2 separate regions of the Sus scrofa genome follow, and region 1 is linked to region 2. Evidence: chromatin contacts called from public Hi-C data. All regions are on one chromosome and are shown on one strand. The core of a region is the stretch at or near the end of the contact, and the rest is flanking DNA. Distances in the headings are between cores, read along the strand shown. Region 1 overlaps LOC102160869 (atherin-like). Region 2 holds the start of LOC106506035 (undifferentiated embryonic cell transcription factor 1-like).

Evidence for each region. A called contact is a pair of places that touch in the nucleus more often than the background predicts.
Region 1: a contact with region 2 is called in a Hi-C map of embryonic fibroblasts, with 3 times the contacts expected there. The contact joins the enhancer-like site here to the promoter of LOC106506035 in region 2. A contact is called at or near these places in 10 of 47 Hi-C or Micro-C datasets (adipose tissue, alveolar macrophages, embryonic fibroblasts and 6 more) and 2 of 2 datasets of contacts at active chromatin or transcription factors (alveolar macrophages and skeletal muscle).

Annotation. Positions count from the first base shown.
Region 1 is chr14:76,657,536-76,662,414 of Sscrofa11.1, forward strand. The region is part of intron 1 of LOC102160869 (atherin-like); the gene reads right to left. Among named protein-coding and RNA genes, the nearest start is that of PLAU, 31 kb to the left of the region's middle. Within about 2 kb of position 1,861, at least 13 of the 83 cell types and tissues checked have an H3K27ac peak or open chromatin away from gene starts, as enhancers often do. A contact at or near this core is called in alveolar macrophages, embryonic fibroblasts and retroperitoneal adipose tissue, where this site is marked.
Region 2 is chr14:76,534,006-76,538,994 of Sscrofa11.1, forward strand. It overlaps LOC106506035 (undifferentiated embryonic cell transcription factor 1-like), which reads right to left and starts at 2,324. Exons shown (of 7, transcript XM_013983327.1): 1 at 2,279-2,324; 2 at 2,072-2,132; 3 at 1,410-1,445; 4 at 351-849; 5 at 70-265. The coding sequence starts at 2,324. CAMK2G (calcium/calmodulin dependent protein kinase II gamma) reads right to left here. Exons shown (of 21, transcript NM_214193.1): 20 at 3,693-3,937; 21 at 2,876-3,099. The coding sequence ends at 3,705. It overlaps NDST2 (bifunctional heparan sulfate N-deacetylase/N-sulfotransferase 2), which reads right to left and starts at 690. Exons shown (of 16, transcript XM_005671114.3): 1 at 351-690.

The DNA.
Region 1 (4,879 bases), core at 611-3,110, 120 kb after region 2:
TTTAGGGGTAACATAAAGTGTTAATATTAGGGCAAGCTGAATGAAGTTTAGACAGGAACTTCCTGTATTATCTTTGCAAATTTTCTACAAATTTAAAATTATTCAAAACTTAAGTTTTTTAAAAAAATTCCCGGAATTCTGCAGTGGCTCAGTGGCTTAAGGATCTGGTGTTGTCACTGCTGTGGCTCAAGCCACAGCTGTGGCATAGGTTCAGTCCCTGGCCTGGGAACTTTTGCATGCCTCAGGCATGCACCACCCCCCCCCCCCCGCCAAAAAAAAAATCACAATAAAATTGAGTGGAAGGTACAAACATTTCCCATATATTTCCCACCCCCATCCACACACAGCCTCCCCCACTATCAACATCCTCCACCAGAATGGTACATTTGTTTCAACTGATAGCCCTGCATTGACAAATCACCATCACAAAGTCCATGGTTTATGTTAGGGTTCACTCTTGGTGGTGTACATTCTCCTTACGTTAGGGTTCACTCTTGGTGGTGTACATTCTCCAGGTTTTAACAAATGTATAATGACATGTATCCATCATTTTAACATCATACAGAGTAATTTCACTGTTCTAAAAATCCTTTGTATTCCACCTATTCATCTCTGCTTAACATTATTCATAGTAGTAAACGTATAAATTTGTCTTTCCTTTGAGTGTTTACATAGTATTCCATTGAATAATATACCATAGTGTAGACATTTTCTAAACTTCTGCTGATACAAATGTATCCACAAGAGGCTTGCACCTCTATCTTATGCAGTTGTGCTACTTCTGTGGGAGAGATTCTTTCAGTGGGACTGCTGAATTTATATTACGCCTAAAAGTTGTTCATTTGTCAAATTAAAAAATTAACATTAGTACTGTACTATTCACCTAAATTCAGACATCATTCAGAGTTTTCCAGTTTTTACACCTTTTTCTGGTCCAGGATACCACATTCATGAAAATCATTCATTTATTTAACAAATATTTATTGGATACTACTTTGTGGTAGACATTTATGAGACTCTAGGAATTCGGCTATGAGTAAATCAGACACCATTCCTAGTAGAAGACATTACCACTACAGAAATAACAACACAAGCAATATATTATTGCCATGTGGTGACTTTGGAGGAAAAGAACAGGTTGTCAGAAAATGAAGACAGAGGAACCTAATTTAGACTGGGGGTTCAGGGACAGCCTCCAACAAGCTGAGAACTGAAGGAAAAACAGGAATAGACTAGGAAGACTGCGGGTGTGGGAGATAATGAGAGGAGAAGGAGACTTCCAGACAAAGGGAAGGCCTGTTGAAGGCCCTGAGGTGGGCAGTGTGCTGAGCTGGAGGAACACCAGGCCCAGTGTTGGGGAGAAAATCTGGAAGTGAGGCTAAAGAGGAAGGTTGGGCTAGACTGCTTGGTTCTCTAGGCTGCCTGATTTATAGTCTCCCCAACAGAGCAGGAAGTGTTGTTTCCTATACCTTTGAGACTGGTAATGCTTAGAGGTGTTTTCCTCCCTCCATTCTATTACTGTGAGAACATTCCTTGATTGTGGCCATGCCCTGATTTTCAATATGAGCCTTTTCAAGAAGTATGTAACAGCTCATGCTGAGATTGTCAGATTCAAAACACCCATTAAATTTACTTCACGATGTTAACCAAATTCCCCAAATCCCTGTGCATCTCGGCATATTTATTCTATTTTAGGACTTAAAGTATGAGAGAAATTTCCTGTTTCTGTAAAACCAATTTGTTCATCTAAAGAAAACTGTGCTTGTTCCATCCAGCTCACGTTCCAGAAGCTCCCTCTGTGGGTCCTGGATCCTGTTTTGTTCTAGTCAATGAAGTGCAAGACCTGTGTAGGAGGAAGACTGCTAGGCAGCTGGCATGAGTCATGTTTTCCAGTTCCACCCTCGATGCTGTGGGTGCTATCAAGTACTGGTCTGGCAATTTGTGTGTCCACACTCAAGGTCCACACTCTCATTTAATCCTTTATATTGGTGCCCAATAAGTATTTATTGAATGGGTATATTGTATCAGCAGAGGGTTAGAAAACATCTAAATCATGCTACCTCAATCAATGGAATACTATACAAGCATGAAAAATAATGGGTAGGAGCTCCCTGGTGGGCTCAGCAGGCTAAGGATCCAGCATTGTCACTACTGTGGTGTGGCTTTGACTGATCCCTGGCCTGGGGACTTCCACATGTTGTTGGTGTGGCAAAAAAAAAAAAAATGGGATAGATATATATTTACTGATATAGAAAGATGTTTGTGAGCTATTGAGTGAAAAAAGCAAGTTACAGAGCACACAGATCATAGTATTCTTTTTCTTTTTTCAAGTTGTGTATACACATATACATCTACATATATGTAGAAGACATCTATGTTTTTATTTATACATTTCTGTATTGTCTAAACTTGTTACAGAGTACAGATGTTGGTTTTGTAATTAAAATGAATGAAGAAATGGGAGTTCCCATTGTGGCACAGAGGAAACAAATCCGACTAGTATCCATGAGGATGCGACTTTGACACCTGGCCTTACTCAGTGGGTCAGAGATCCAGTGTTACTGCGAACTGTGGTGTAGGTCGCAGACACAGCTCAGATCCTGTGTTGTTGTGGCTGTGCCGTAGGCCAGCAGTTGTAGCTCTGATTCGACCCCTAGCCTGGGAACTTCCATATGCCACTGGTGTGGCCATAAAGAGCAAAAAAAAAAAAAAAAAGTAAAAATAATAAATACAATGAATACAGAAATGAATAAAATAAGGGGCTTTTTAAGGTTTTCAGAGGGGTGAGTGGAAAAGTAAATTCCCTGACCTATTTACCAAATCTGAGACTTGTTCTTTCAACTTCCACTCGAATAATATTTTTTAAAAAGTATTCATGATATAACAACTTCAGAAAACCTGGAAAAAATATGTATATGTATAGAAAAAGGTCTCAACAAACTGCTTATAAGACTATCTGCATATGGAATGGATTAGGGAAAATCTCTACTTCCATTGCTCGAATATTTTGTAATATGAATATATTTTTTATTACTAATAATGAAGTGTTAATTTCCTTTTTCACTATTTCCACACTTCCTTTTTTATTCAAGATTTATTCATTCATTCAGTAAGTATTTATTGAGCAACTGCTATCAGCCTGACACAGTGCTAGGAGGTTTCCTTCTTAAGGAGCTCACAGTTTGGTGGAGAAGACTCACGAGAAAACAATGGGATGTGAGAGGATGTATAACACCAAATATTATGGGGGTATCCATCTGCCAGGAGAGTCAAAGAATGACCAGGGAAGGCTTCGCAGAACAGAAGGTACTTAGGCTGAGTCTTGAAGAATGAGGAAGCATTTTCTGGGTGGACAAGGAGAGGTGGGGTATTCCAGAGAAAGAGAATACCTTGTATGAAAACACTTTTTATAAAAATCTAGAGGAGTAGGAAGTTCCTTGGTGGTGAAGGAGGTTAAACATCTGGTGTTGCCACAGCTGTGGCACAGGTTTGATCCCTCGCCTGGGAACTTCCACTTGCCGTGGGTGCAGCCAAAAAACGAACAAAAATCTAGAGGAGTAAAAGAGGCTATTCTTCTCATGAACATTAAATTGGTCAGTGTGGTGGAGACACAGGGGACATGGGGAGAAGATGGTCTGGAGAAAGACACCAAGGAAGAATAAGAAGGCTTTGAAGAACTTTGTGTGAATGATAGAGCAGGCATTGTTGCTCCATTTAATAGCTGAGAAAACTGAGTCACAGAAAGGCTAAATGACTTGCCCAAGGCCACATTAGGGGAGGAGGCCAAACTGCAATATAGTTCTAAGGTTTTTAAGCCTCAGGCTATATGGTGCTTCCTAGGCCAGGCCCCATCCTTTAGAACTTTCTGATGTTCTGGCTTGAACCACTCCAAGTTGTTAGCAAAGAAGAACAGGGCCGCCCTCACAGTAGGCTCTGACCACACTGGCCACATACTTGGCACACCCTTGTACCAGAAGCCACAGGAGAGCTTTCTCGAAGAGATCTTTTCCTCAAAAATGACATATGCACACTCAATCTTGAAGTTGGTAAGCACGCCTGAGAAACAACAGCGGCAGCATCCTGGCACCTAGCTGTCCTGAGAAGCCACTTTCCATTCTTGCTGCCAGCATGTAAGTGATATTTAGGCCGCTTGTTCCCACCCAAGACAGAGAGCCATGGATATAGCAGGAGATCAGTTCCACATCTTTACAATGTTGCATAGGCTTTGGAATCAGAAAGAGGTGATTTTCTTTCTTTCTTTCTTTCTTTTTTTTTTTGTTTTTGTCTTTTTGCCTTTTCTAGGGCTGCACCCATGGCATGTGGAGGTTCCCAGGCTAGGGGTCTAATGGAGCTGTAGCCGCTGGCCTCCACCACAGCCACAGCAACAAGGGATCCGAACTGTGTCTGTGACCTACACCATGGCTCATGGCAATGCCGGATCCTTAACCCACTGAGAAAGACCAGGGATCGAACCCGCAACATCATGGTTCCTAGTCAGATTCGTTAACCACTGCGCCACGAGGGGAACTCCAGAAAGAGGTGATTTTCATACTTACTCTAATGTTAAAATGAAGGCGTTCCCGTTGTGGCTTATTGGTTAATGAATCCAACAAGGAACCATGAGGTTGCGGGTTCGATCCCTGGCCTTGCTCAGTGGGTTAAGGATCTGGCATTGCCGTGAGGTCACAGATTTGGCTCAGATCTGGCATTGCTGTGGCTCTGGCGTGGGCCAGCGGCTACAGCTCCAATTAGACTCCTAGCCTGGGAACCTCCGTATGACACGGGTGCGACCCTGAAAAGACAACAGACAAAAAAATAAATAAATAAAATAATGGTTAAAATGAAAAGACTGATATTCCATGTATTGTCAAGGATGCAG
Region 2 (4,989 bases), core at 1,074-3,573:
GGTCACAGGTGGGTATGGAGAGTCGGGCGTGGAGCGTTGAAGGGGAAAGGGCAAGGGGCGCGCGCGGACTAGAGTCAGCGGTGACATCGGGGCAGGAGAGCCCCGAGGGGAGGAGGAGCCCCGTGCTGAGGGGACGAGCAGACAGGAATGAGGCCACTACCAGGGCCGGCCGGCGGGAGGGACAGGGGGAGGGGAACGCGGGCCGCCCCGAGGGGCCGCCCGGGACGCCCCTGCGGGAGGTTTTGGTGGCCACGGTGAGGGAAGTCTGTGAGGGTAGAAGTGCGGGGACCGTGGGTGGGGGCCACACTCTGAGAGGGGCGGGGGGGGGGGTCTTCCCAAGGGCGTCTCACCCGGCGGACTGGGCGGCGTCCCCGCTGTCCCCGGGCTCCGCCACGTCCCGGGGCTGCCCGGCTTCCCTGCTCTCGGGGCCTCGGGCCGCGTCGCGGCGGCTCCGCCATCTCCGAGCGAACGCTCTGCCGCAGCCGGGCCCAACCACCGCTCCCACCGGGGGGGAGGCGGCGCGCTGCCGCTAGCGGCCCCGTTCGGGTCCCTGCCGCCTCCGGGCCTGGCAGCCGCGCGGCCGAGGTGCGGGGCCGCCGAACGGTGTTCCGCAGCGCTCGGCCGAGCCGCCGCCTTAGATACAGCAGGCTCTGCGCGCCGCCGGCAGAGGCACCCCCCTCCTCCCTGCGCGGTGGCACAGTCTGGCGAGCGTCGGGCGCCGCGTCTCTGGGTGCAGGGGCGGGCCGAGGGTGCGGGTTCTTCCACTCCGCCCGGCTGAGGGGGGGAGCCGGGCCGGCCCACTGAGGGACGGGGCGGGGGGGCGGGGTCGGTCCTGGATGCCGGCGGGGCCTGGGGGCGGGGCGAGACCCGGAGCTCAGTCCCTAAGGGCCCAAGTTCTTCCCTCCACCCCAAACTCGCTTCAGCGGCTGGGGGGACTGATTGGAGGCTGATGAATTTATGAGGAAGATTAATTCTTAAATGGGCACAAAAGGAGTGGGAGAAAGTACATCTCTCCACCTGAAACCTTGTAACCCAGGCTGCTAAAATCTAAGCCTCTGGCCTTAAGCCTCCAACAGCAGTAACACCATGGACTGTTTAAAGGTTATTTTATTAAATATCTTCAGTTCAAGGTTTCATTGTAACAAAGCTATGAAGGGTCTACCAACATTCAGAACAAACACTATTTTTAAATTATTTCTATGTCGTCATGCAAAAATTCTGCATCAAATGCCTTCCATTTCCTGTTTAAAAGGTGTTTTTTTTTTTTAATAGTCTATTGTCTATAGATGCTGACATTAGCCCCAGAAGAGGAGTAAGAATGCTTAAGAAGTGGGGCTGGAGCAGCCATATGAAGCTATGGGTCTTAATGAACTCTAAGACCATTTGTCTTCAAGCCAGCAAAACCAAACCCTGTGGTGAAGGTGTCTGCGTGCTGGTACTGCAGGCTGCAGGGCAGTAAGGGGCCCAGGGGCTGGGGCATGCAGGAGGTGCTCCGAGGAGCCTGGCTAAATCCAAGCACCAGCACCTATAAGTCTGCTCTCTTCTCAGCTGGCTCCAAGGTAAACCTGTAGCTTTGCCTCTTCCCCCAGCTCCTGTGCTTCCTTAAGGCAGTCCGGGGAGCTAGGGTCTACCCATCTTTTCCCCCAATAGTGCAGACAGGTCTGCACAGTTGTTTTGGGGGGAACCAAGGCCATGACCAATTGCTCCTCCATTATCTTCTCTGCTGTCTGCTTAAAGCATAAATTTTTCCCTCCTGGAATGGAACTCCTTGAGCACAGAGAGGGACAATGAATGTAGGAGCCTTGGCTCTGGACATCTCTTTTGGGTACATGCAGGTGAGGGTGGGGGTGATGCCCATGCAGACTGTCCAGCAATAAGTCTGTACTTCAGGTGGTCAGTAAAGAGACGCCTCTTTAAAGAGGACACCTCCTCTTCTTGCCAGAGTAGTCAGGTCAATCTCAAAGACAGGAAAAGAGATGGGCGTGCAGGACGGGAAGAGTAAGGAGGGAGGCACCCCTGAGGGCAGCCTGAATGCATAGAAACAACCATCAACTCAATCCCACTGCCTTACTCCTCCCATCCCACTTGGCAGAGGGCCCAGGCCCAGATGAGGGTCGGCACAGGGACCACCACTGTGAAAAGGCAAGACAAAGATGGTCCGAATCAGCACAGAAACAGAACTGCCAAGGGCAGCAGCGGGAGCCGAGACCAAGGCCTGGCTCTCTCCTTGCTAAGTTATAAGAAAACAAACACGAAGCAAAGCGGCAACCCCTCCCACTTCCCAGCTGCAAGGATTGGGCCTCTATATCAGGGCCCACGTGCATTGTGCATCCTATAGAAATGGATGAGTAAGTGAGTGCATGTCAGACTAACACGAGGTTTCTCATCAGCTTCGTAGCGGACACACTTCTGCAGCACCAATTCTCTTCCCTTCTACACTACATGGTACAGTACAGCAACGTCCGGGCCACTGCTTCTCAGTCCTGAGGCCACTGCTTTTCAGCTGCCTCCACAGCAGGCTGGGAGCTCTGAGTTCTCTCCCAAGTAGGTCTGATGGCCACGATGTTCTTCTCATCAGCCTCATTCTAGGTGCGTATACAAATTCTGAAGAAGTCCATTCCTAGACCTGGGGCGGGCAGGCCACCTCAGGGGCTGCAATCACATCACAGCCCCCAAAGCTCTGTCAGTCTTTGCCTGGCCCCCCGAGTCCATGGAGGCCAGAGGTTGAGCTCACCTCTTCAGGGCTGGTGGGTGAGCCCAGTGCTTGTGCCAGGATGGGCATCACACAAACTCCTGCCTTCTTGCTAGTCCAAGGGCTATCGGTGGTTTTAAAACGCATCATGGTATGGATCCCATTTTTTTTTAAAACAATCTTTTTTTTTTTTTTTTTTTTCCTTAAATGTAAAAAACACCTCGGTACAGCAGAGACAGACACGAAGGGCGGGCGGGAGGGCTGCATGCAGGGGCGTGCATTGGCTGCTGCCGCTTTGTAATTTAATTGTTTTAAACCTCAAACGAACAGAACTGCCACTGTCGCTCAGGCCCTCCAGAGCCACTGGCTGCGAAGGTTTGACCTCCGGCTGGGATCTCCTTATGCCCCTGTCAAGACGTGGTAACAGAACAGAGGACAATACAGACACAGATGAGTTCCCAAGACTTAAACACACGCCACACCTGGCTAAGTCTGCCTGAGAACCTGAGAAGGTGGAGAATGGGGGAGAGGCTAGTATTTACTTTCTTTCCTTTTTTTTTTGCCACACCTGTGGCCAGGGATTGAACCTACACCACAGCAATGACCTGAGCCGTAACCAACTGAGCCACCAGGGAACTCTGAAAGCTGGTATTTAAACATAACATTGTCTCATGATTGCTGTATCTTATTTAATTCTCACAGCAATGAAGGAGGGGGGCACCACTCCTTCCCTCTTTTGACACCCGAGGAAAGTGAGGCTTAGGAAGTAATCTGTCTGAGGTCACTGCATTTGGAGGCATGGGGTCAGACCCAAGTGTGTTTGATTTCAGAGTATAACTTATTATCCACCCCCCCCCACACACACACACACACTCTGTCCACAGCCTTTGCTACTTTTCTGGGATGGCCCATATATCCTCCCCAGGTGCTTCCTCTCACCCTCTTCTTCCTTCCCTGCCCCCACTTGTCCCAGCGCCCTGTGCCCCCCAACCAGGTGCACCTGTGGCTGAGCTCACTGCAGCGGTGCGGCAGGGGCCCCTGAGCAGTGGTAGTGGACATTGAGCCACTTGCCATCCCGGCGGTGCCAGACCCGGGTCTCCTCCGACTGGCTGGTGCGAGGCCGACCCTGCCCATCGATGTACTGGGTGAGGCGGATATAGGCGATGCAAGCTGCGTCCTCTCCGATCACGTGGACATGCGGGTTCAGGATGGTGGTGTGGATGGGCTTGCTGTTCTTGGATAAGACTGTAGGGAGCAGGGTAGGGTGGGGTAGGTAGGAGGGTGTCAGGCCTGGGCACTGGCATTTTCCTCCCAGCCCGCACTTCCCAAGTCTGTCTCTCTCTTGCAACCATTGTGGAGTCTCCAAGTCCCCTGTATACCTTCCAGAGGCCAGGAAATCCCATCAGATTAGTCTTGGTTATTCAAAAGGAAGAGAAAGGTAGGGAAAAATGATAATAGCAGCTACTATTTTAATCTGGCATTGTGCTGGGGGGTTTACACGTATAAGCTATATTCCTTGGTCAGTATTATTTTCTTCATTATAAGATGAGGAAATAGGCTCAAGGAAGTGAAGTAATTTGCCCAAATCACACAATATTTGAACTCAGGACCATCTTAATGGAAGCCTATGATGATCTTTCTACTGTTAGGCGAGTTGAGCTTTCATGAGGGTTGGTTTGTCCATAATTAGGGCTGTAGAGCAAAGTCAAGAACTTAAAATAGTTAAAACTGATTGCTGATTTTAAAAGGTCCAAAGTTTAAAAAAGATCACTAAGGCACCAAGCTCAGTATATTCCCCAGGGTTCCCAGGATTCTCTAGTGGGGGAACCAAAAGAAGAGGGATTGCATTATCCCAGCAAACACCGTGCCTTGTGTTGCATATATTGAGATTCACGTTTCAGTTCAATTCTAATGTCAGGGGCTACGTGAGACCTTCCAGGGAGCGTCTACAAACTCTGGAATTGCTCCTGGCTAACAATTACTTAGCTAACCTAGGTGAAACTGAGACATGGAGAGGATGGTAGTTAGTAGAGAAAAGAGTGAGGAAATAAAAGGGCAGGATGGGGAAGGCCCAGAATAAAGTGCAAAAGATGAGAAAAAAATGAGGAGGAGGATGGTCTTAGAGAGTGGAGAGAAAGCTGGGAGGTGATGGGTCAGCTTCTTTATCCTCTGGGACTTGCAGGGACTGTCCAGAGGGTACCCCCCCAAACCCCAGCCCCAGCTGGGCCTCCCGTCTCCCTGCGTGGCCAGGAGGAGGACCCTAGCCACAGCTTCTGATCTCACGATCACCCACAGTG